4 separate regions of the Mus musculus genome follow, and all the other regions are linked to region 3. A link is a contact called in public promoter capture Hi-C data. All regions are on one chromosome and are shown on one strand. Each heading gives the region's core, a stretch centred on a gene start, on an enhancer-like site or on the middle of the called end of the contact. The rest is flanking DNA. Distances are from core to core; before and after follow the strand shown.

Region 1 (3,339 bases), core at 430-2,929, 910 kb after region 3:
TGTCAGTAGCTGTCACTCCGGGTTCAGTGTTCCTGACCCTGGGAAAGTGATTTGAAAAGCTGCCAGTCTGTTTGATCCTGGGTTTTCTTTCCTTCTTTCTTTCTTCCTTTTTTTAGATTATTTTATGCGAGTACACTGTAGCTGTTTCCAGACACACCAGAAGAGGGCATGGGACCCCATTATAGATGGTTATGAGCCACCATGTGGTTGCTGGGAATTGAACTCAGGACCTCAGGAAGAGCAGTCAGTGCCATCTCTCCAGCCCCTGTCCTGGGTATTTCTTACGGAGGCCTGCCATGAAGCTCAGCTGTGACCTTCTGCATGTGCTCCCGAGTGCCCAATAGGCAGCTCTCACTCTGGCTTGGTACGACTCCAGATTTAAGATTTCGCCTCTGGGGAGGCTGAATAAGGGCCAACACTACCTGGACGAGGTGAGTGTTGCTCTTGCTGAACGAGGAAGAATCCGCGCTCTATCACTGCAAAGCAAGTACTGACCTTGAGACCAACTCTCATGGCATAAAGGCCAGAGAAAGAAGCATTCTCTGGGACCAGGGCGCCCAGGAAATATGGAGCTACTATTAAAGGCTCTGCTGTGGGAACCTGTACACCAGAGCCATTAGATTGATTGTCATTGGAGGTGGGGGGTGGTTTGGACCTGGGTCCTCTGGAAGAAGCAAGTGTTCCTAAGTACTGAGCCATCTCTCTGACCCCTGGATAAAATTCTCAGGATCATGCTTCCCAAAGAATTCACAGGAATTTAATAAGACAGCCTCCCATTGGCTGTTCTGTGATGCAAAAATGCATTCCTCTCCATCCACCGAAATGACTCTCTGGCTTCTGAAGCATGGAGTTTTAATCATTTCTTATTTTGGACAGTGTTTGCGTGTGTGTATGTGTGTGTGTATGTATTTTGTTAATGGTGGAACACTGTAGGTGATATACTATCCATTCAGCCAACAGATTTACTACAAAATTCTCACAGGTAATGCCATTGAAGAAATAGCAATAAGCATTCAGCCCAGAGCCCAGCGTCATGGTTCACTGAGAATGCCAATCTTTTGTTAACTATAAATGTTCGACTTCCAAACAGCTGGCTCCCATGTTTAAGTGTTCCATTTTCAGAAAAGCAAGAACCACACAACTCCTTACAGCAGATGCTCTCAGAGCCTTGCAAGCTCAGATTCTAATGTCCTCTTGGAAAACACCTCTGTTTCTCACCTTCCAGGAATGCGCTCTTCATCTGCCTCTGAAACTGTCCCTACAGAGAGAACCACAGCATGGTTGGTTGGCTTATACTGAACCGAAAGAAATAGACAGGGGAGGGGAAGACAGAGCTTCAGGAAGCATGGGGCTTCGGAAGGATTCCTTAATGCTCCAGTCGTCACTCTTCTGGTGTCTGGAAGATACAGGCAGTGCTGAGGACAACTGAAGGTGACAGATTCCTTACGACAGCCTATCTGCTCCACCCAGCCTTCTTTCTTGTGTGTCAGATATCTAGTGGTAATGGTTATTCGATTATAGCTATATCAGTGAATTTTCACGATGCATAAATCACATACCTGCTGAGCTGGCCAACTGGGTGTGGGTGGGCATGCGAGAGTTGGAACGCAGAGAGTGAACTCTTTAACCGCAACACCCACCTCCCAGCCTATAAAGGCAGGACCCCTTCTGGCATACCAGCACTGCGGTCTCTCTTGGGTCACCACCTCTCCAGCAACAGCATGTCGCTTTCAGTCTGCACCTCTGCGCTGTCCAGGAGGTCTTCCTCACAGAATGGGGCGGCAGGCAGACCTTGGGGTGCATCTGCTTCTAGTGTTGCCGGCGGCTATGGGGGATCGGCCTCTGGCTTTGGAGTTGGCTGTGGAGGCCTCTTTTCTGCTGCTTCCATGTTTGGTTCTAGTTCTGGCTTTAGCGGTGGCTCTGCAGGTTGCTTGCCGGGGCTTGGCTCTGCCTATGGGGGACCTCTGAGAGGTGGCGCGGGAGGAATGGGGATAGGGATGGGGATAGCTGGAAGCTCGGGCGGTGGCTCTCTGTGTATCTTTTCTGGCAATGATGGAGGTCTTCTTTCTGGTTCTGAGAAAGAAACCATGCAAAATCTAAATGACAGACTAGCTTCCTACCTGGGTAAGGTTCGCTCTCTAGAGGAGGCTAATGCAGAACTGGAAAACAAAATTCGAGAGTGGTATGAAACACGGAGAACCAGAGACGCTGGGTCTCAGAGTGATTACAGTAAATACTACCCACTGATTGAAGACTTGAAGAATAAGGTAAGGGGAGGGGCTTTAGAAACCTTTTCATTTTATTACAATATTTTTATAAAAATAAATCCTCTTAACTTAGATATTTTTAAACTAGATGGTACTTGGAGAATTTCCTCCCCTCAAGAAGCACAGAAGTACAGTTCCGTTCACCATTAAGTGGCCGTCCTTCCACTGTCTAAAAGAAATGTTCTTAACTTATCAACATTATTTTTAATCAATACATTTGCTTTTAAAATGAAGCTGTCCCGAACCCTTCGGAGTTTGGGGCTTTGCTTTGTTTTGCTGTGGTGCTGGGAATGAACACAGGGCTTCGGGTATGTGACCAAGTGTTCTCCCATTGAGCTACAGCCACATCCTTTGCCTTAGAAAACCGGAACTGGAGACTGAGCGAGGTAACCCAAGCCCTGATAGGCAAACGCCATCTGCTGTCTTTCAGATGTGGATTCTAGTTTGGAATGTTTAGGTTTCTGTTTGAGTTTAACTGAGTGCCTATAGAGAGCAGAAAGGTCTCATGGCAGGGAGGAGGTGCTTAAACTGATATAGAGGAAGGGGGAAGAGTAACATAGGAAGGTTTAAACAAAGATGGGGTGGGGATGCACAGAAAAGTAAGGGTGAGGAGGGAAGCCCAACCAAAACTAAAGATGCATAGAAGAGCCATATTTAAAAAAAAAAAAAAAAAAAAAAAAAAAAAAAAAAAAGCTGAAAGAATGTGACTTAAAGATGAAGAGTTTGGATGGAGGAAAAATGTATTTTGTGTCACGATTTATTCTTATGTGCAAAGTGACACTAGTGAACTAACTGCCAGTGCTTTAGGACTCCGTGTTCATGTGTCTCCCTCTGTTCTCCCAGATCGTTTCTGCCAGAGTCAGCAACGCCCAGCTCCTCCTGCAGATTGACAACGCAAGGCTGGCTGCCGAGGACTTCAGGATGAAGTGAGTCCGCTGGTGGTAACTCCTTCCTCCTCCCACTCCCCACTTCCTGCTGCGCTGATGGCAAACGATTCCAATGTCCTGCAGCCCACATGGCCCCTGCCTTCAGTGCACCCCTAAATCCACACAGGGTGCTTTTAAAAGCACTG
Region 2 (3,459 bases), core at 387-2,886, 970 kb before region 3:
GAGGCAGGTGGATTTCTGAGCTTGAGGCCAGCCTGGTCTACAAAGTGAGTTCCAGGACAGCCAGGGCTATACAGAGAAACCCTGTCTTGAAAACCAAAAAAAAAAAAAAAAAAAGAATGGAGAACTGCCATTGTCTGCTATTGTTCCTCAAATATATCTTATCCAATACTGGGCAAGGCATCATAAAACAGGCCCTTTAATGGATTACTAGAGGCAGAATATAATATGAGTTGTTTTGAAAACAACTGCCAATGTTAATAAAGAGAAGATTCCAAAGTCTACAGTACTTTTAATGATAAGGTTCTGTTCTAGGACAAAGTCAATTCCTCATTGTGATATTATTGTATCCACCCAAATTGGAAGCAATGGAAGTTTCCATCAATAAAGAAATTCACTGTAATCTGTGCGTTTCTGCTGTGATGTATTGCAGCAATGAGAATGTTAATTAACAAAACTGGAGCAACATGGAAAACATTCAATTATTTTTATTATCCTTAGTGGTGGTGGAGGGCAGTCCATACCCTGGAATTCCTTTGGAGGTCAACTTCATCTCCTCCTACTCCGATCCTTAGGAATTGACCTTAGGGTCTCTCTCACGTTTGGTGCACACACTTTTACAGGTTGAGCCATCTTGGCAGCCCACATATGTTAAACTTACAAAGTAGGGCTGGACATACAGTTCATTGGTGGAGTACTTGCTTAGTATATGAGAGGCCTTGGATATGATTCCAGATACACACATACTCACAGGAGCCAGCTCTCTCTCTCTCTCTCTCTCTCACACACACACACACACACACACACACACACACACACCACAAATGCATTGGTGTTTTGCATACATGGATGACTGTGTGAAAGTGGTGATAGTGGTGTCAGTTCTTGGAGTTACAGACAGTTATGAGCTGCCATGTGGGTGGATGGATTTGATTTAATCCAGGTCATCTGGAAGTGCGGTTGGTGCTTTTAACTGCTGAGCCATCTCTCCAGTCTCCACTGTCACCTTTTTATTTATTTACATTTTGTTATATACATACATAATACACACATACACATATATACATACATATAACTATCACCTTTAATGTATTTGCATTTTATTATATACACATATACAAACATATATACATACATACACACATACACATACATACATACATATAACAATAAAATTTACCATCCTGCCAAACGCACTCCCTCAGAAGGGTTTAGACAATTTGACTCTCCCAAAAATACACTTTAAAAGCTCACACATGCCGGAAGGTGGTGGTGCACGCTTTTAATCACAGCCCTTAGGAGGCTGAGGCAAGTGGATCTCTGTGAAGTGGATGCCAGCTTGGTCTACAGGGCGAGTTCCAGGTCAACCAGGGCTACACAGAGAAACCCTGTCTCAAACAAACAAACAAACAAACAAACAAACAAACAAACAACACCCTGATCCCTAAGGAATATAGAAGTGGCTCCACTTGGAAGTAACAAATCTTGAGTGGACCGTCTAAATCAGAAGAGTGTGGGCAGCTTCGGCCCACCTGTCGGCACTGCTGCACTTCCCCGCTCGGCCTTTGGATGGCGCTCCGAGCCGGGTAAACAGGGATCTGGAGCAGGGGTCCTTGCGTCAGCTCCCGTCGTGACGTCACTTCTGGTCCTGGGCGGAAGTCTTCAGCTAGCCGACCGGGAAGTAGCTGAAGACCGGGCGATGGGAACTCTGGAGGTCTCGCTCCGGGGCGGACCCGAGGCCACCGTGCCCCCGCGGTAGAACGAGCCTGGGTGGCGGGCTCCGGGCTCCTGAGGTGAGGAGCGTCGGGGCCTGAAGTGAGACCTTAGGAAGAAGCCTAGAGTCCCTGGCGGCCACTCTGGTGCCCCGTTTCCCCGCTCGGGAGACTAGACTGCCTTAGCTGGGCTCTGCCCCGGAAGCGGGTCCTCTTGGTGTCATCCCACTCCCAGAGGGAACGGCGCGGACCGGGATTTTCCTCTTCACCTCCACCACCAAGGCAGCGGGTAGCCTCGGGCCCGAGGTTCAAAGGAGCCGATTCTTCTTAACGTCGTCTTTTCTCCGCTGTCGCAGGCATGGAGGGGTCTAAGGCGTCCAGCAGCACCATGCAGGTGAGCTTCGTGTGCCAGCGCTGTAGCCAGCCTCTGAAACTGGACACGAGCTTCAAGATCCTGGACCGGGTCACCATCCAGGAACTCACAGGTCAGCAGGATCCGAGGAAAGGGGTGGTCAAGAAGGAGGGAAGTGGGCAACTTTAGGGACATTGAGGTGGCGGTCTCTGGCTTTCGGTTTTCTCGTCAGGAATAGACCTCTGACAGTGTCTCCAGAGTGAAGGAGTATTCACATATAACAGAATTTCTTGAAGATTTACCAGTGTATCAATCAGGTGTCCTGTAACAGTCCCCGTGGAAACCAGGCTTGGTGGCTCACATCTATAACTGCAGCAACTCAGGAGGCTGACGCCGGAGCTGCCTCAAGTTCCAGGCCAGCCTGCGCTATTGAATGAGACCCTGTTTCCAAAAATAAAAAGGACAGGAGAAGTGCCATGGTGCATCCTCTTACAGGTGACGAGTTGAGGTTAGAGCCATCAGTGAGCATACTTACCTGAGGTCCAGTGAAGTGTAGGAGAGCCTTGAAGCCTGAAGAAGAGAGTGAGAGAGGTGATTAGCGAGTTTAAACACGTTCATGGGCCTGGCATTAGCATGGAAACCTTGGCTTTGTTGTATATAGCTCCCTAGACCTTGATTCATTTTTATTCATAATTAGTATTAGTTATGTGTATAGGTGGTTTGCTTACATGTACATCTGTCCATGACGAGAATGCCTGATGCCGGGAGAGGCCAGAAGAGGGCGTCAGATCCCTGAACTGGAGTTAACAGGTGGTTGTGAGCCACCGTGTGAGGGCTAGGACTCGAACCTAGGTCCTTTACAGGAGCAACAGGTGCTCTAAGCTATTGAGTGATCTGCCCAGCTCTTTATTTTTCTTCTCCTTAAAAAAAAATTATTTTCATTGTTCTTGCTGTTGGTATAGACAGAGTTTCACTCTAGCCCTTGCCTGGCTAGATTGTCCTGCCTCTGCCTTCAGAGTCCTGGGGCTTAAAGGTGTGCGCCACCACACCTGGCTTATTTTTCATTTTTAAAGGTTAATGTTGTGTGTTGAAAGCTTTCATCTCCCAAGTGTTGGAATAAAGGAGGTCTGTGTGCTACCATGCCCGGCTTTACATGTTTCTAAACTAGTGTTCATACATTTTAAAACCTGATATATTTAGGGGGTGCCACTTGATGTTTGAATACACATGTAATGATGTTCAAATCAGGGTTGGCACATTTGTCTCTTCTAACGTTTTGTTTGTTTGTTTGTTTCCTTGTGGTTGAAACATTTCTAATCGTCCCTGCTGGCTTTTGGGGACTGTGCAGTCCACCATTGGTACCCATAGTCAGCACCGTCCAGTAGAGCAGAACTTTTC
Region 3 (3,544 bases), core at 600-3,099:
GATGTCCATATGGGTACTGGCCTTGCTCATCCAAATGTGTGTGTGCATGCACACATACACAGGCACACACACACAATTTCAAATGCAAAAAATCACCCACAATGACCATAGAACAGTATTTTCCAGACTGTTCCACCAGATGAGGCTAGGTCCGGTGACTCTTAGAGCTTAAAGTGAAATTTTAAGTAGCAACAACAAAGAGGCATGCGCACACTAAAAGGTGTTATAGATCATACACTGCCACTTGGAGACCACTAGTATGTCCATCAGAGGCTGGGCCCCATGGTTGCTAGGCAACCTTGGAGCAGAGGCTCCGCTGTGTTTAGCTGATGAACAGCCTGCAACTGTACTTATGCAGCTAAGGAAAATAAATTAAACCCAGCATTTGCAGCCAAGCTGTGGGGTGAGTCAAGTCTGGGGAAACCACAGCTTGGACCTAAAGTAGAATGCCCAAGCAAACATCAAGTTCCAAACCTTATCTGTTCTTGGGACTTGATATTTTCTGTTTTGTTTTTGTTTTTGCTTTTTTTTTTTTTTAACTTTCCCCCGTAAGAAAAATGTGTATTAAAAGATATTAGAAAAAAACAAAAACAAAAACGCCAGGCATAGTGGCGCATGCCTTTAATCCCAGCACTCAGGAGGCAGAGGCAGGCAGATTTCTGAGTTCGAGGCCAGCCTGGTCTACAAAGTGAGTTCCAGGACAGCCAGGGTCTTACAGAGAAACCCTGTCTCGAAAAACTAAAAAAAAAATATATTAGAGGCTGTGAGTGTTGGCACATGCTTTCAAACCCAACACTCAGGAAGCAGAGGCAGGCGGATCTCTGAGTTCAAGGCCAGCCTGGTCTCTACTGGTCTCTATATAGAGCTAGTTGCAGGACAGGCAGGGTGGTACTAGAGAAACCCTATCTTGAAAAAAACAAAAAAACAAAAAACAACCAAACAACAACAACCAAAAAAAAACCTTAAAAATATTAGCTTCTTATGACAAAATTCTCAAATGAGATGTTCTGAGGGAGAGAAATATTTGTGGCTAATAAAGAAATGTTGAAAATCGCAGCTGGACTTGCTGGCTCCTGTTTCTGTCTCAGTACTTGGGAGGCTGAGGCAGGATTGCCTCACTCTCAAGGTTCTGTGAGTGCTAGGCAAACCAGGGCTAGAGTGATACCCTTCCAAAAAGAAAGAATGAATGAAAAGGGGGAAAAAATCAATGCTATAGACAATTGTTCTGTCCAATATGAGCCATACAGCTTGATAAATATGGCAGTCACTAGTTATTTGTGTCTCCTTACATTTGAATGAATTGCTATACAATTTTTCCACCTTTGAACTAGCCACATGATAAGTACTCCTGTGGCTAATGGCTGCTATATAGGAAAGTGCGGATTTAAAGCATTCTCATTATTGCAGAATTTTCTTTTAGGTAGCACTGGCCTAGGAAAGGGCTTGCGACGGGACCCAGAGCTGTGAGTTCCAGTCTTAGCACGTCCTGTCTTCTAGACTTCAGTTTTCTCATCTTAGCAATGGGGGATAGGCCCTCACTTGCTCATCTCCCTGGCTGGCAGGAGCCCCAGGATCATGGCTGGGTTCTAAGTGAAGCAGAAAGGCAGGCGGGAATCACGGACAACAGTGTGGCCTTAGAACTGCGACTCAGTTCCTTCCACTCTGGGCCAAGCAAGGGACCCCATCTCTGGAGACACCATGGCCTGGAGCCTCTAAAGGCAGGGGGCTTGTCAATTCTCATCCTTGCTGTCCCTTCCCTCCCCTCCCTTTCCCTCTTTTCCCTTCCCAATTTCTCACCCACAGAGCTGGGGAATAGTTGGCTGTTGTGGCGCTGGGTCAGCTCTGCTCTGTGCGCTGCTCCAGGTCTGCCTTATAAAGCCCTCGAGGTTCCTCCCAAACCCTCCTTCCAGGTGAGGCCAGACTCCCCACAGCAAGAGAAATGGGCCTGGAATGTAGGTTCAACCTGTCACTCTGCCCCACCCTGTCACAGAGCTGTCAATCAATTAGTTATTTATTCAGAATATGGGGAAAGGGAAGGGCTGAAACAGGGAGGAGACAGACAGGAGACAGATTCCCTGGGCTCCAGAGCAGCTCATTCTACTGTATGCCTTGGGCCATCGGCTTCCTAGTCTTCTATTGGACTACATCCCATGGGGCGGGGCTGAGAGGAGAGGGAAGGGAGAGAATGAATGAGAATCAAATGACCAATGTGCGCATATGTTGATGTTTGATGAACAGGTAGTGTATGCATGTAGGCTGACTTATTGATCCCTGTCCCCTCCATTGGGCTTTGCAAACAGGATATCATTGTCATAGTTATCAGGAGCAATGGGCCATGGGCTGATGGGCTTGCTCTTTCTGTTGAGATTCTCATGTTGGTTGCCTTGGAACCCTTTTATGCTCCTGTTACCATGGAAAACCCTCAGCATCTCTTGTCTATGCCCTCTATGTTGGGCGGGATCTGCCCAACACTCTTGGACCCACTCCTTGGGTTTGCACCTAATCAGACCTCTAGCCAGCCCCCTACTGGGAGCCAGTTCCTTGAGGACCTTGTGTTTCAAGACTCTTCCATGTTGCTTTCAGGGGTAGGTTGTGATTTGCATAAAGAATTCATAACATTGCAACAAAAAAATTACATCTTAAAGTGGTTAGTGAACGAAGGCATTTTTTCAAAGATGTACCGGGAAAGAAAAATGATACATTTCTTGGTTTATTTGATAAACTTCCACCTGAATGTGGTTTGCAAGGTTATAACAATCTCTAGACTTTTTTTTCCATAACTGAGATGAGACATTTGCTCTCATGTATGCGTCATTGGGCCCCCTTTCCTGTCTTGAGGAGCTTTGATGTCCCTTGGGTCTTGTATAAGGGCAGTGGTACCCACGCTCGCAACCAGCCTTGCTGAGAATTAACAGGTGATGAAGGATGCAGGCTGCACTGTGGCCATGGCAACCAGCACCCAAATGTTCTAGTGAATAACCACTCTAATACAGAGCAGGACACGGTGACTCAGCAGATGGAATAAGAAAAAAATAAAAATAAAAAGAAGAAGAAGAGGAGGAGGAGGAGGAGACAAAACGCAGTACAGGCATTGACAGTAATTAATTGAAACACAAAAATCTCAGAGATAGAAGGTATTGGAGGGGGTTGGGAGGAAGGACATGGTAAGAGCAGCTCTTCTCACGTCCTGGGGGGGATGGAGATGCTGGTGTTGCTATGGTAACAGGAAATTACAAGCTTTCCAGAGAGCTAGGTTGATTTCTGCCTGTGGATCAGGTTATGCCCCCGGCTGTTCTTCCCCCAGCTAGGATGGCAATTATTATAAACAGCAGCCTGCCTCCTATTCAGCAGTGGTGGCTGTCATTGTAGGCACTGCAAAGTGCCCATGACAAGGGTCCTCTTCAGAGATGAGAGGCATAGCCCTTTCCCTCGGGTGTGCGCACTGCATATTGTGCTCACAAAGGCCTGTGGTTGGATAAAAGGGAAGGCTTCCTGGCTCTCCCCTTTTCTAGTTGTTGAGATGCTTTCTCCTCCAAACATTGTA
Region 4 (3,293 bases), core at 53-2,552, 640 kb before region 3:
TAAAGTTCTATACCCTATATGGCAATCTGCTCCACACGTTGGTGAATTGATTGATTAGATCGACGACCCTCGAGTCTCCACAGAGCAGCGTTTAACTTAAGGAGGGTGGGCACCAGACTAGAAGTGACCTTTTGCCGAGAACCCATCCAGGCGGGGAACCCCAAGCCTGGTTTCCTAATCAGGGAAAAGGTTTTCAGTATCTCTGTGGGAAAGGGAATTGGGGTGGCTCCAGGGATTGCTGAGGGCCTGTGTCTAGAGACACAGGGCAGCCTGTGTCTCTAGACGTCTGTGCTAAGGACTTTTCTGCGCCTGCTCAGAACTGCCAGCTCCTTGGTGTTCAGCACCATGAAGAAAACTGTTCGCTTCCCCATTCGGTAGTACCGCTATAGTTGCCCCAATTCCTGCCCCAGGGAAAGGTACTGAGTACCGGTGGAGTTCAGAGACCTGGAGCTAAGAACAGATGGCAACAGTAACCTGGAGTGAACCCTGGAGAGCCACCTGCCTCCTCTTGGCCTTCTTTTCTCTGCTAGGTAAAGAGATGGGGTTCCGTGATCTCCCTGAATGCTCACCTAATATCCGAGAACCCAAGGGAAGAACGAGTCCGACGCTCACATTCTTAGAATTAGCTAGATATCTGCTGGAGGGGGCCCTGGGAGAAGTGACCAAAAGCTTTTACTTTATAATTTACTTCTCGCCTTAATCATGCCCTGTCCTTACAATTCTAAGAGAAACCTAGAGGCCCTTTCTAGGCCGTCACCCTTTCTGTCATTTCATCTCTTCCCTCTCTCTCACTAACAACCCCACAAGATTTGGGGGACAGTGGTAACTCAGTGTATAGATAGACGATGGGGGCAGACCCCCAAATCTTTGAAAAAGATTGTATAGGGCAAGGATCCTCCAAGGACATGAGGCATAGACACAAACTACTCGTTTACACCCAATTCACGCGCCATTTGGACCTCAGCTTGATCTTAAAAGGCTGGAGTGGGTTTGTGGGTGAGGAAAGAGAAAGAGTAGAGCACACTCCGAAGACCTAATTCCTTTCCGCAGCTCACATTCCTCTGCCCCAGTCCCGCTGCCGCAGCCTCCACTGCCAAGGGGGGCCCTAGACTCCCGCTCCAACTATTCCAACCATCCTGAACAGGGTGGGGCGCCCAGCTCTTGGGTTCCCCTCTGCTGCCCCTCCGGGGTTGGTCTCCCCTCCTGCCCCGGTTCCTCCCTTTCTGGGGTGGGGCCAGCCAATGGCCGACGGGACTCCGGGTTTGGTCTAGGAGCCGGGCAACTCGCAGATTCCCCGCCCCACAGTTCTGGCTAGAGTCCCGGTGCGCACGGACGTGGCTCGAGTTTCCTCCGCTCTGGGCTCCTGCTCGCTGTCCAGTCTCTCGCTCCTCCTTCTCTCCCGGTCTCCCGCTCCAGTTCCACCCGGTCGGCCCCGCACGGCTCCGGGAAGCCATGGAGGATGTCACGCTCCATATCGTTGAGCGGCCGTATTCCGGATTTCCCGATGCTTCCTCAGAGGGCCCGGAGCCCACCCAAGGGGAGGCGCGGGCCACGGAGGAGCCGTCGGGGACCGGCTCCGACGAGCTGATCAAGTCGGACCAGGTGAACGGTGTGCTGGTGCTGAGCCTTCTGGATAAAATCATCGGCGCCGTTGACCAGATCCAGCTGACCCAAGCCCAGCTGGAGGAGCGACAGGCGGAGATGGAGGGCGCTGTGCAGAGCATCCAGGGAGAGCTGAGCAAGCTGGGCAAGGCGCACGCCACCACGAGCAACACCGTGAGCAAGTTGCTGGAGAAGGTGCGCAAGGTCAGCGTCAACGTGAAGACCGTGCGCGGCAGCCTGGAGCGCCAGGCCGGCCAGATAAAGAAACTGGAGGTCAACGAGGCGGAGCTGCTGAGGCGCCGCAACTTCAAAGTCATGATCTACCAGGTGAGCCCGCGGGGCGGACCGCGCCCAGAGCTGGGGTCCCGGCCTGGGATCCGGGTGGGGACACCCGGCCGAGGCTCGTCTCTCCGCCAGCCCGGCCTGGTGAGAGCGGTCAGGAGCTCCTCCCCCCTTCCTGTGAACCCAGTTGGAGTGGGGTTTAGGGAGTGGCAAACTCTTGGGGCTCACAGAGGGGCGCACCCTGCGCCTTCCTCTCCAGGCTCCTCCCCACGGTCTCTAACTCCTATCGGAAAAGTTAGCGGGCTAGACTTGGGAACGCTGAATGCTCCCAGCTTGTCTCTGTCAAACGCCTTTCCACTTGGAGGAAGTTTTTTTTTTGGTGGGGCGGAGAGAGGGAAAAGGGAGGGAATGCCCGAGGTCTCTGGTGGTCTCTGTATGCCCCTCTGTAAGCAGACACTAAAGGTGGGGCCCGGGACCTGGGGCCTCCGGCGCTGCGGGCCCGATATAGCGGGTGATTCAGGGCTCAGGCACGCAGTGGCGGGGGCGCCATGCAAGGGACACGATCGTCAGCCCCCCACACCCTATCCCCGCGCCCCCGCACCAACCTCGGCTACCCACGCATGTCCCTAGGCCGCGATCTGCCCCTGGCCTCCAGGCACTTTCAGTTCCCAAGGGTCTTGCAGTGCGCGGGCGCCCTTGGCGCCTGCTGGGAGCGGGTGGGGCAGGTAGGGTGGGCGTTAGGAGTGTAAGTGGGGCGGGTGGAGGTGGCGGTCTGGGCGCAGTGAATCACCCCACCCCCGCATGATTGCGGGGGCCATGTCCCGAGCTGTGAAGGTGCTGGTGGGTGGAGGCTGCCGCACTCCACGGGCTCCACCCGTTGCATTCTTTGCACCTTTCTGGGTTCCTCCAGCCTGGATATAACTGTGATATCTTAACCCCTAAAGCATCTGAGAGTCAGTGCAGTGCAGATTTGTCCCTGCGCTCCCCATCCCTGACCCCCTTGAGAGTAAGGCTGAGCTGAGTGTGGACTTAGTGCTCTTTCCCTGGGAGGGAATGTGCTGAGCTCTGCGTCCTCCTGCTTGGGCCTAGTTGATGCTTCTACTCCTAATAGGAGTGATGGTTGTAGGGTTAGTTTATGCTCCTGAAGGGAATGGAAACGTGCTCTACCTTCAAAGATCTTTGTAAAGGGGCTGTGATCACCAAGCTCAGAGACTTTCTTGATTAAGATGCCCCAGAGTAACCATGTGATGTGAGATGAGGACCTTCGCTTAGTTTCCCTAAGAGTAACCATGAGCGATGCAGATGGGACAGTGTCTGGGGAAGAATGGAGCAGACCATATTCTTGGAATCCTTGGTGGTAGGCCAGAGGCAGAGCAGGCCTGCTCCCAGCTCCTGCCTCTACATACTGC

Evidence for each region. Promoter capture Hi-C pulls out the DNA fragments that hold promoters and counts their contacts.
Region 1: a promoter capture Hi-C map of stem cell-derived epiblast-like cells shows a contact between it and region 3, with 8 times the contacts expected there. The contact joins the promoter of Krt12 here to the promoter of Gast in region 3. A contact is called at or near these places in 11 of 39 promoter capture datasets (cranial neural crest, embryonic stem cells, frontonasal cranial neural crest and 6 more) and 5 of 115 datasets of contacts at active chromatin or transcription factors (embryonic forebrain, embryonic limb bud, embryonic stem cells and 2 more).
Region 2: a promoter capture Hi-C map of the SN4741 cell line shows a contact between it and region 3, with 3 times the contacts expected there. The contact joins the promoter of Becn1 here to the promoter of Gast in region 3. A contact is called at or near these places in 3 of 39 promoter capture datasets (the SN4741 cell line, liver and pre-B cells) and 1 of 9 other capture datasets (liver).
Region 4: a contact with region 3 is called in a promoter capture Hi-C map of pre-B cells. The contact joins the promoter of Cavin1 here to the promoter of Gast in region 3. A contact is called at or near these places in 4 of 39 promoter capture datasets (embryonic stem cells, hippocampal neurons, liver and 1 more) and 2 of 115 datasets of contacts at active chromatin or transcription factors (embryonic midbrain and pancreatic cancer cells).

What each region holds. Positions count from the first base shown.
Region 1 is chr11:99,420,599-99,423,937 of GRCm38.p6, reverse strand. It overlaps Krt12 (keratin 12), which reads left to right and starts at 1,679. Exons shown (of 8, transcript NM_010661.2): 1 at 1,679-2,267; 2 at 3,111-3,193. The coding sequence starts at 1,722. It overlaps A830036E02Rik (RIKEN cDNA A830036E02 gene), which reads right to left. Exons shown (of 4, transcript NR_153851.1): 4 at 840-2,073.
Region 2 is chr11:101,300,463-101,303,921 of GRCm38.p6, reverse strand. It overlaps Becn1 (beclin 1, autophagy related), which reads left to right and starts at 1,636. Exons shown (of 12, transcript NM_019584.4): 1 at 1,636-1,790; 2 at 2,066-2,194. The coding sequence starts at 2,068.
Region 3 is chr11:100,332,712-100,336,255 of GRCm38.p6, reverse strand. It overlaps Gast (gastrin), which reads right to left and starts at 1,849. Exons shown (of 3, transcript NM_010257.4): 1 at 1,798-1,849.
Region 4 is chr11:100,968,626-100,971,918 of GRCm38.p6, reverse strand. Cavin1 (caveolae associated 1) reads left to right here and starts at 1,302. Exons shown (of 2, transcript NM_008986.2): 1 at 1,302-1,929. The coding sequence starts at 1,453.